Linked DNA regions of Gossypium hirsutum: region 2 is linked to region 1. Evidence: chromatin contacts called from public Hi-C data. All regions are on one chromosome and are shown on one strand. Each heading gives the region's core, a stretch centred on a gene start, on an enhancer-like site or on the middle of the called end of the contact. The rest is flanking DNA. Distances are from core to core; before and after follow the strand shown.

Region 1 (5,457 bases), core at 43-2,542:
TATGCTCGGTTTTATCCCTTGTTTAGTCTCCCTACTCAGCGAAGAGTCTCAACAGGTTCACAGTGTGAAAGCACCTCGTCGACCAAAGAAATGTGAGCATGGAGGCCAAATGCTCACATTTCTTTGGTGGGCGAGACGCTCCTTCCCGTGAATCTGTGGAGTATGAAGACAAAACCCGGGATAAAACCAAATTACACACACCGGGCACAATTCCTCCAATGTTGAGGGGTCCATCGACTCTCGATGGACTCCAAAGAGAGAGTCCGACCTCCCATGACCCTCAACAAACCCTTTTTCCCAACAATTCCAAAGCTTAAAGTGAGACCTGAAGTTCCATCATGGCCATATATTTTTGCAGTAGAACTTCATATTTCCGGAGGTTATCCATCAATTTTTTCTCCTAGGAATTAAAACAAACAAAAAACATGCATTAATACCACTCCTCAAAATCTGATCATAAAAAGGGGTTTCAATATAAACCTGAAGCTGTTGAGTGACAACAGCAGGCGGCAGTAACCCAAGCAAGTAATGAGAATCCCTTTCTTTCTCGGTGAATGCAAGCCCTTTGTTATGATGGGGATCCCTCAACAATGAATATCCACTGTAACCATGGAAGAAATAGTTTAAAAAACCTTTTAAAAAAAACCCATAACCAAAAACAAAAGCTTTTACATAAAAAAGGTGACCTTGCAACAGAGTGAGTCCAAGGGGTGACAAGTTGTTCTTCGGTGGCACAATCCTCACCGTAAACATCCTCAACACCGCCACCGACGGTGGCTTTGGGGGACAAGTCAAGTACTGATTCACCACCTCTCATCTCCTTCAAGGTGCTCTCCATTTCTCTCTGCTTCAGCTGATACTATGATTACTGGGTTTTCTTTAATTTAGTTCAAGTGGATATTATACAAATAAATAATCAATCCCCAGAACATCAAAAAGAAAAACAAAGAACACTTTGATCAGCTGCTTTCAGTGTAGTTAAAAAGTCAAATTGATGACTTAATTAGACTAATAAATATGAATAAATCAAAAAATTAATAATTGGATGAACAAAATAAAATTAAAATCATAGTTGAGTGATTAGATATATATTAAACAAAATTAGCATAAAAAATTAACAAAATTACATGTTTCGGAAATTGAAAAAATGAATAAGAATAATATAATAATAATAATAATAAATTAAATTTATGAAAAATTACGTGAGGTGTTTTTATTTATTTATTATTTTGATAATTAAAAGTAAAAAATAAAATTAATTGAGATCCATTCCAAATTCTCGTGCCACAATTTCATACTTTTATCATTGTGCCGACTGCCTTTTATAAACTTTCACTGTCATGCACTAGTGGAACAGACCTCAAAAGTCTTTCTAATAATAAAAAGGAAGTTATTTTGTTTAATCAAATCATTAGGGTTTGAGTTTTTTTCTCAAGTTAGGACTAAAAATAATTGTTTTGATTTAAATTTTAAGATTTTTAAGGATTAATTTAGAAAAAAAAACTTTAGAACTTAAATTAGATAAAACAAAATTCAGACTTCAACGTGAGAAAAATTATCAAATTTAAGTTCAAAATGTGATTTAACCCTTTTTCTTTGATCTTTTATATTGATATTACATATATTTTTAAATTTTGTGGTTACCTCTTATAATAATGTTATTTTTAATATTGGAACATGCAATTTTTTTATTGAAATTACAATCTTTATTAGTTTTTAAAAATCGGTGCTTTAAAATTTAATACAACAATGCTTTTAAAAAAAATTAAAAGAACAAACCAGATTTATTGATTTATTTGTTTTAAGAAAAATTATACGAATAACAATAAATTGTTACAAAATAAAGAGAGATTGAGAGAATAAAGAACAAAGAAAATATGAAAGTAATAGAGAATGTACTTTATTAATCAAAGGGATGATTATAGTATTTCATCAGAGTCTCTATTTATAGGCATGAGAAGTATAAAAGAAGTAGAGATCGAATTTTAATAACTATTAGAATTTAAAGTATATTAAAACTTTATCTTGATCATGATGGACTTCCACTTAATAAGATATTCATAACATAGATTTTTTTTTAACTTTATATTTTTAAAAGAAATGGGTATTAAGAAAAAATAATAATATTTAGTCCCTAAATTTGGTGTTTTTCAACTCCATCCTTGGATGGGTATTAAGGAAAAAAAATTCAAGTGATCATATGACATAATATCACAGTATCATATCATGATACTTTAAAGAACTTAAGTTCAAGGATCAATTTTCAAGATTAATGTAAATAAAAAATATTTAAAAACCAAAGTGAAAGAAACTACTAAGTTTAGGGGTTAAATGTATATTTCTAAAAAAAGTCGTCTGAGCTGCGAACTCTATTAATACTTTTAACAAATAACCTTTGTGTTGTCCTATTTTGGAAGGTTTCGATTATTAAAAATTATATAAAATATATGAAAACAATGGGGAGGGGTGGCTAGGTGGCAGATTTAGGCCAAACGTGGTGACCAAGTGGTGGTGGTGGGTGGCGGAGTTTTGTCATTTGTCAATAAAAGAAAGGCTTAGCTTTCTTATGTTTCTCTATCATTAACAGCACTTTGGTCATTGAGGTCCCATGAATGTTAATGGCATCATTCATTAGAATATACTCCTTTATTCAATAATAATACAATTTCGACATTTTTCAGTATCTCATTGATATATTAAGTTTTAAATAAATTCAGAGTTGAGATATTTTTCAGTATCTCATAGATATGAATGTTTTTGTAAGTATATATCTTGTCTTTTATCATCGGTTTTTTTTTTCATTTTAAAAATATAATATAAATATAAAATAAATTATTAAATATTTAATATTTTACACAATATGAATAAATGCATATTGATAATTTTATTTTATTTTAATATAGACATATTCATAGGTCAAGTTAAATTTAAAGGTTTGGACAAAAAATATAAAACTTAAAAAATAGATTTTGACAAAAAAAAATTAGATCTATTTAAAATATGGGTCAAGATTAGGCTCGAGCTTAGACATTAAAGATGCAGACCCTTTTTTAAGTTTATTTATATTATGTTATTTTTATATATTATGTAAATTATAAAACATAAAAATTAAATCTATAATAATATCTAATACTACAATAACGTAAATATTTAAAATTTATTGACTATATTTAAAATTTTAAAAGATTGAATATTAAATAATATAAATATCATTTTTTAAGCGAATTTAAATAGACTTGAGTTAATTATTTACAAAGATGAGTGAGTTTAAACAAAATTTTAAGCTCAAATTTCAGACCGAATTAAGTTTAGACAAACATAAAATATGTTAATAGCATGCTTAAGATCGACGCAAACTCAACCTGATCCGGGCCCATGAACACCTCTATTTTAATATATATCCTATTTTATTTGTTATATTTACTAAACGTATTAAGCTTGTCCTTTTATATGATATTTAAAATTGTTACACTACGCTTGCAACCTTCGCAATACTTCTATTTGTCACTCATGAATATCATGTTTTGGGGCACACCTTCACCACAAGCTACCTCCGTTAGAGATACCTCGAGCGTTTTAAAATTACCATCCTACCATGTCACGCCCCTAATCTACAGAGTCACATCACCACCCTTATAAGGGGATAAAATGTGACTTTGCAGCTACCACAATGCTTACACGTGATGTATCTAGTATTCCATATACTTGTCTTCACACCTGAACAGTAGGGCAAGAAACAATCTTTACTCTCTCACTAAACTGAGCAACTCCCTCTTCTCTCATCTCCCGAAGTCTTCTTCTCTTCCACCATTTTGTCCCAACGGCTCCTCTCCCTCTAAGAGTGAACTGCCACCTTTCTCTGCCTATCTTCTTCCGTATTGATTCTTACAATTAAAAAAGAAAAAAAAGAAAAAGACATTCCGTATTTTAGGGAAAAAACACCACGATATATTGATTTTTTAAGGATTGAAAACCCATAAGGGAGACTTCAAACTACATAGTAGATATAAATACATAGTATATATAAATACACACAAACAACTAAATTTCAAATTAAGCACATAATTGCAAAACACTTAAAGCTATTATTATTACATACAACATTATTAGTTCACGAGAAAAGTTCTTTCAACACTGATGGAGCACATGAGAGTGTCTTTTCATCCAGCCCCAAGACATGCAGATTCAAAAGGGCTGAGCCAGCAACTTTCCAAGCGAACCCACATTTGCCAACATCGTTTATTTTGATGGCATAGTCATAGCAAATGTTGTAAATGGCAAAAGCTTCCTCACTGATTTGGTTCATTGGTCTTTGTCTCACTACCAACTCTGCACCTCCATACAATTCCTAATCCCGCAAAAATATATGTATTCAATTAGATTTGTGAAGCTAAGAATCGACTAGAGCTATTAATCATGACCTGAACTTGAAAACTTAATCTGAATAACTCAAATATAAGCTCAGATTTATCTTGATTTGATCAAAAAAGGTTAACATCAAGAAAAGTCAGTACCCCAAACCTGAAATGACCTTGAATCAAGTGGCAAATCAAATGATAAAACCAATGTTCGTTTGAACCAGACCGGACAGACCGATCAAACCAAGAACCAAGCCAAGGTATCAATTCAGTGAGAAGTAAAAAATCAGTTGACTTGTAAACCGGCACAAACCAATTAAATTGAACTAAAAACCGGTAGCTGAACTGGTTTTTATAATTTTTATATTCTTTTCTTTGAACTGACCAGACCAATCAGACTGAGAACCGGTGGTATGATCAGTTCGACCACTGGTCCAACTCCATAAACTTTGGATAAAACCCGAAATGACCTAATCAACCAATCCAAAAACTACCAATATAACTGAATGACCCGAACTGAAATGAGCTGGACCAAAATTGACTCAAACCTAAAATTACTTGATTTTGAAATGATTTGGAAAAGAATCGACTTTATAAAAAAACCCAAATTGATCTACCAAGATCGACTTGAACCGGAAAACCTAGTTTGATTAACCCCAAATCTAAGCTACACTCAACTCAATTTGACTGTAAAAGGTCAACAACCTGAACCGTGAAATCGAATCCAAAATGACTTGAGAACTAATTGTCGAGCCAAAGGATAATCAGCCCAACCCAGAAACCAACTAGCAAAACCAAATGTTCCGAACTTGAATTGACCCAAACATGAAACAACACAAATCAGAAACTGACCCAAACTTGAAATGATTAGAAAAGAAAATGACCCAAAAATTTAAAAACTCAAATTGATCTACTAAGATTAATCCAACTCAAAATTAATCCAACTCTTCTAACTAATTGAGAGGTCTACTAATCACCTTTTTGTACTTGTCATAAAGTGCATCAGCAGCTGCATCATTTTTTTCTTTGTTACCGCTGCTCAGGACATTAGTCATGTCTTTCCTGTATTGCTCGTAAAGTGCTGTCCATTTAGAACGGC
Region 2 (5,804 bases), core at 1,549-4,048, 130 kb before region 1:
GAAAGTATTGGCATGTTTTTCTTTCAAGAGAGTTGTTTTTAAATAGGTAATTTTATGTGGAGATGTTCTTTTTAAGTTGTTTTATTTAAACATATTTATTTTATTATTTAAGAGTTGATTGAATTGACGTCATCTATCCATGAAATCTCAATTCAATTGTAAAACTATAATTTTCCTTTTTATAAAATAATAAATAATTATCATGAGAGTATTTTTATTATTTTATATTTTATGTAAAATCTAAAAAAATTCACGCATAATATAATTTGAACTTAAAACATCATAGTATTTAATATATTAACTTCACCATTTTAAACATATAAATCATAATATAAATCCTCATTTATTTGTTATATTATTATTTTATAAACATATTTGTATAAACCACGCACATTAATCATTTATGATGATTTTTCCAAGTAAACACGGGCTTATCACCAAACATCTCTTTCATTATGAAGACCGTCGAGTCATGAAGCTTATCTAGGAGATGTTTTTTATTTGCATTCACATCTTTTAGAAAAAGCCGCTAAATTAAGTTTTCTGTTAGGTGAAGGAAGTATGACTGTTTTACCAATAGTTGAGACCCAAGTCGGGAGACGTCTCGACGTATATTCCTACTAATGTGATTTCCATTACAAATGGACAAATACTCGTATCCGCCAATCTATTCAATGCTAGAATCAAACATGCTATTAATGTGTGGATTTCTGTCTTTGGAATACGATCCACGGCTCAAATTAAAGCTATGAAACAAATAACATATTCTAATATATATATAAACTTTAAAAAAGAAAAGTAGCCTTAAAAATACATAATATTTTTATATAATGCTTATATCGATTCATAACCTCTAAACCCTTAAATCAAATGAAAAAACGCGCTTAAGTACGCTCCAACCCAAGTCCTTCTTATTGTAACAATAATAATGATACCACTACTCAACTTTAAAAAATATATATTTTTATTTTTTATTTACTAATATAGAGAGAGAGAGAGAAAGTACAACCCACGTCACTATTCATTCACATTGATCTGCCGATTTCATAATCCATTCCTACTAGTTTACTTTTAAAATCATCAGTTACATTGAACTCCCATTTTCATACCCTATTAAACATCTAATTATAACAACTATTATTTGTCTCTCCACTTTATCAAACATTTAATAGTTTCCCCTCTTTTAAAAAAACATATTTTGCTTCCTTTGACAATGTTTATATATATATATCATGGACTACATTAGGGTACAACAGTCTGTTTGTTAGTCAAAGATGTTGTAATGTATAGCAGAAAGGATCCCAAACCATGGATCATCACCAACTCCATTGATATTTTCCTCTTGAAAGCTTGAACCACTCAAAACATGTTGTGGGTCAACCTCAAAATCAACAAAATGATCCACCATCATCCCTTGACCTTCATTACTAACTCCATTGCTACACCAAGCGGCTCCATAATTGTTCTCAAAGGGAAGATATGGCATTGAAAACTGATCAGTTTGGTCCAAAACCAGTGCTGGATACTCATAGTACTTTTTCTGGTATGTTTTCATGTCTGTCATGTAAGAAGACGATGTAGTACGGCTGCTTCCATCGGAACCTACAGCTTTACAAAATGGTGCTGCTGAGATGGTTGTTGTTATTTCATTGTTGCCGCCTTTGATCTTTGCGGCCAATAGTTTTTTCTTCAACTTGGTGTTCCAATGGTTCTTTATATCATTGTCTGTTCTTCCAGGCAGTTGAGCAGCTATAACAGACCACCTAAACCAACCAACAATACATAAAATTATGGTTAAATTCTGCTATTAGACCCTATACTTTATAAATTTTGTCGATTTAGTCCTCATCAAACTATAAATATTAAATTCATTAAATTAAGCTAGGTTCTGTTATTTCCAAAATCTAATGCAGCAAAGATATTATCATATGTAATGCCATGCCAGCTTCTTTTTTTTCAATATATCACTCACTAAAAAACCAATTAATGGATTAACAAATGCCATTTTGTGTCAAGACTAAAATTTCATATTGTGAAAAGTATAAAGATTTAAAATGATCCAATTAGAAAATATGAACTAAATCTACAACTCTACACATAGTACATGACTAGTAATTGAATTTAACTTTTATTGTTTTGGTCAGGACTAAAATTGACCAATCCAAAAGGTAAAAGGACTATAATTGATCAAATTAAGGTATAGAAACTAAATTCATAACTTTTGCAAAGTATAGTGACTCGTAGCAATTTTTAACCTAAACTTATTCACCATAATCTTCATATTTGAACTTGATCACTACCTCTCAATAATATCATCTCCAAAATTCGAGCAAACTAAACAATTTAGGGATTTTGAATTAACATACCTGCTTCCTAGGGTACTATAAAGGGAGCAAATGATGTTATCTTCTTCCTCGGAAAACCCTCCATGCTTGATGTCTGGTCTTAGATAATTAAGCCAACGTAGACGACAACTCTTCCCACATCGCTTAAGGCCTGTAACATCATCGTCATCATCATTATGTATGCAAGCATGCATGCATGTATGTATGTGTGTATGTATGCATGTATGTATGGTAAGAAACCTGCTTTACGAGGAAGAGTAATCCAATTGCCCCCAGTGCCATGTTTGTGAATGTAGTTTACGAGGGTGTTATCTTCATCGGGGGACCATGGTCCTTTTCTAACGTTGGATTTATCACAACAAGGAGCTCTTACCATTGATAAACAAGAAACTCAAAGCAAAAGCAAAATGATAAAATTATGAGAGGGGGGGTGTTAAACGAAATGTCTTTGCTAGCTGTGGGTTTTTAAGACATGGACTCTGGATATAAAAAACCATTGTGAAAGTTGACTTTTTTCGACAATTAAACAAAAGAAAAGGGACCAATTGCATAATTTTCTTCAATTTTGGGGGCCCGGTCTTTCCTAGAAATTATTTACTTGTTTAGGGTGACAAGTGAAAGTCAACCACCTAGTTAAATGTATAATTGAGCCGAGCTGAGCCAAGTCTTAATACTCCCGAGTTTGAGCTTGATACTTGACTTGAGCTTAGTTAAATAGTTATTTTTAAGCTAGAATTTGGCTCAAGATATAATCGAGCTTCTTGAATTTGGCTTGATAATTACGTTTAGGGTTAATTATGTATATTAAGGGTAATAATATAATTTAATAATATAGAAATATAAAAAGTTCAATAAGACTTGAAAGCCGTTCAATTCAAGTATTATTAAGCTCAAATTGGGCTCAATCGATAGCTTAAGCTCAGCTTGATAATTACCCAATGCTAAACATTTCGTTGGTACGTGGCAAGGCGTTCCCCCAAGCGCCGTGAACTTGTTGGCTCTAGTCGAAATCGGGAGACAAAACCCAAAACTATAACTGAGCATAAACACCTTGGGCAAAATACTTCCATTATTGAGGGGCTCCTCGACTTCCCTAACAACACTCCAAAAAGATATCTCTCAGAGTAACAGTGACATTCCCTAAACAAGGCTATTCGGGTTTTACCTATAAAATTTTTTAAATTCAAGTTATTTCATACACGAGTTATTTTATGTTTAATCATTTTTATTCGAATCCTAAATTTTTTAAGATAAAATTAGATTTTCAATTTAAATTAATGAAGTGAAAATTTGGAATTGGGTCAAAATTGGCAAATTATTTTCTTACATAAGCACAGTGAAGATGACTGAAACAAATGTGAAGTACTTTTAGCTTTGATTAAGTTTTCACGCGGTTTCTACTTCTCCCTTTCATATTTGACCATTTTTTACATATCATTTTTGCCCAAACAGTTTACCATTTCTGTTTATAGAAAAACAAAAACAAAATTAAGCCAATGGACCGTAATATTAGGTTAAAATATGTAATTAACTCTATGTATTTTTTGAAATTTAGTCTTTATATTTTATTTTTAGAAAATTACTTTTTTATTTTTTAAAATTTAAATTTTATTGTTAATGTTGTTATTTTTTTGGTTAAATTTATTGATGACATTTTTGAAATTTAAAAAAAAATCATTTGATAGTTATGTAATTAAAAAATGACGTTGTAATTAACTTGAATTTTTAAAAAATAATAATAGTGTTAATAATTAAACCTGAATTTTGAAATTTGAAATATAGAGGGACTAAATCGCTAAAAGAATTAGAGAATAATTTTTAAAATTTAAAAAGTATAAAAATTTATGGCATATTTTAATTTTCTGTCGAGTTTATCATGCACAATTGTTATATGTTGGTTTCCAACCCACCATATGAGATTATTTCGATTTTTAATTAGTTTGTGGTTTGTATTAATTTAATTCTACTTTGAGAAAGAATGATGACTAAATGGTTATTATAAGAGACAATTGCAAATAGAGCTGTTAACGGGTTGGGTCAGGCTTAAGCGTGATGTCGACACACTTTATGCTAGTCTAAGCTAAACCCAGCTTGAAACATAGGCCTAAAATGTATTCCAAGCCCGTCACATTTGTAAATGTTTGATACAAGTGCATCTTAGGTCTACCTATATTTTTTAATTTTTTAAAATTGTTTTAATTTAATAATTTTATATGTGTTATGAAATAAATAATAAAAAGAACAAAAGAAATGGAAGAAGTGTCAAATTATGCTTTACACCTGTTATAATGATAATGTTTCATTAATATGCTAAGTTTATTAATTAATATAATCAAAATTGAAAAAGAAAAAAAAAACAGCAAAATATAAATTTAATACTAGAACCACATTATTGTTGGGCCCAAATCAATGGTCCATGGTCTTCACTCATGGATACCTTGAATAAACTAATGCCAAAAAGTGGTCCAATAGAAAATACAAGTGTTATTTCAAGTGGCCCCTTCTTAACTGGGCTGCCAATAAATAATGGGATTGGGATATTTTAGGATTTTGATATATATATATTTTTTAATGATAATTTTAAAGAATTTTAATATCTATTTTTAACAAACTGACACGTGTCTCTCTCTTTTTAAATATCTATTTTTTAATATTTTACTATACCCGAATAGGATACTTGTCAACCCCTTAACCTTACTCGTGAAGTCTAAAATTTTCACTGACAGTGTACCAAATACTTTCCATGGTTTGTTGACAGAGTCAAAAAAGAACATTTCATAAATTTAAACTTTGGGACGATACAAACCCGAATGTATTAATAGTCGAGTGGCCTCTATTATAGTTTATCATACGTATATGTGTTGAAGGGTGATGGATCCACATCATTTTACAAACCTCCATACTTTTTTTTTTGTATAATTAATATTTTAACAATCCGACCATTAAATACATCAGTATAATTTTACATATCATCCATTTCTTTTTACATAAAACAAAAAAGTAAAGGTAAGATAATTTTTAATTTACTCAATATTTGACATGATTGTTTACATAAATAGAATGTAAATAATATGGTCAAATCATTGAAATATTATCTATACATATATATGGTTAAAATATTCCATTAGTCCCTGTACTTTTTTTCAAATTTGGAATTTCATCCTTGTGATTTTATTTCCTGATTTCAAAATTAATGTCTATTTGTTAACACTGTTTAAAAAAATCTCGTTAAATTTGTTGGTCTAACATTTTTGAAATAAAAAGTATTGACTGGGTAGCCATGTAATTAGAAAAACAACATTATAATGAACTTGAATTTAAAAAAATAATTTCACGAATATTTAATGATTGGACCTAAATTTTAAAATCTAAAAAATAAAAAAATAAAAGTCGTGAACATAAAAAATTATATGGACTAACTTCTAAATTATCCCAAATTTAAAACCATGCCTCATCGTA

Evidence for each region. A called contact is a pair of places that touch in the nucleus more often than the background predicts.
Region 2: a Hi-C map of leaf shows a contact between it and region 1, with 2.1 times the contacts expected there. The contact joins the promoter of LOC107932224 here to the promoter of LOC107932189 in region 1. A contact is called at or near these places in 6 of 34 Hi-C or Micro-C datasets (leaf and seedling).

The regions. Positions count from the first base shown.
Region 1 is chrD07:997,116-1,002,572 of Gossypium_hirsutum_v2.1, reverse strand. LOC107932189 (NADP-dependent malic enzyme) reads right to left here and starts at 1,292. Exons shown (of 19, transcript XM_016864141.2): 1 at 687-1,292; 2 at 481-601; 3 at 326-400. The coding sequence starts at 838. It overlaps LOC107932268 (probable RNA-dependent RNA polymerase 5), which reads right to left. Exons shown (of 19, transcript XM_016864236.2): 18 at 5,336-5,457; 19 at 3,926-4,348. The coding sequence ends at 4,112.
Region 2 is chrD07:1,127,485-1,133,288 of Gossypium_hirsutum_v2.1, reverse strand. LOC107932224 (transcription factor RAX3) reads right to left here and starts at 2,798. Exons shown (of 3, transcript XM_016864184.2): 1 at 2,586-2,798; 2 at 2,367-2,496; 3 at 947-1,763. The coding sequence starts at 2,721. The coding sequence ends at 1,265.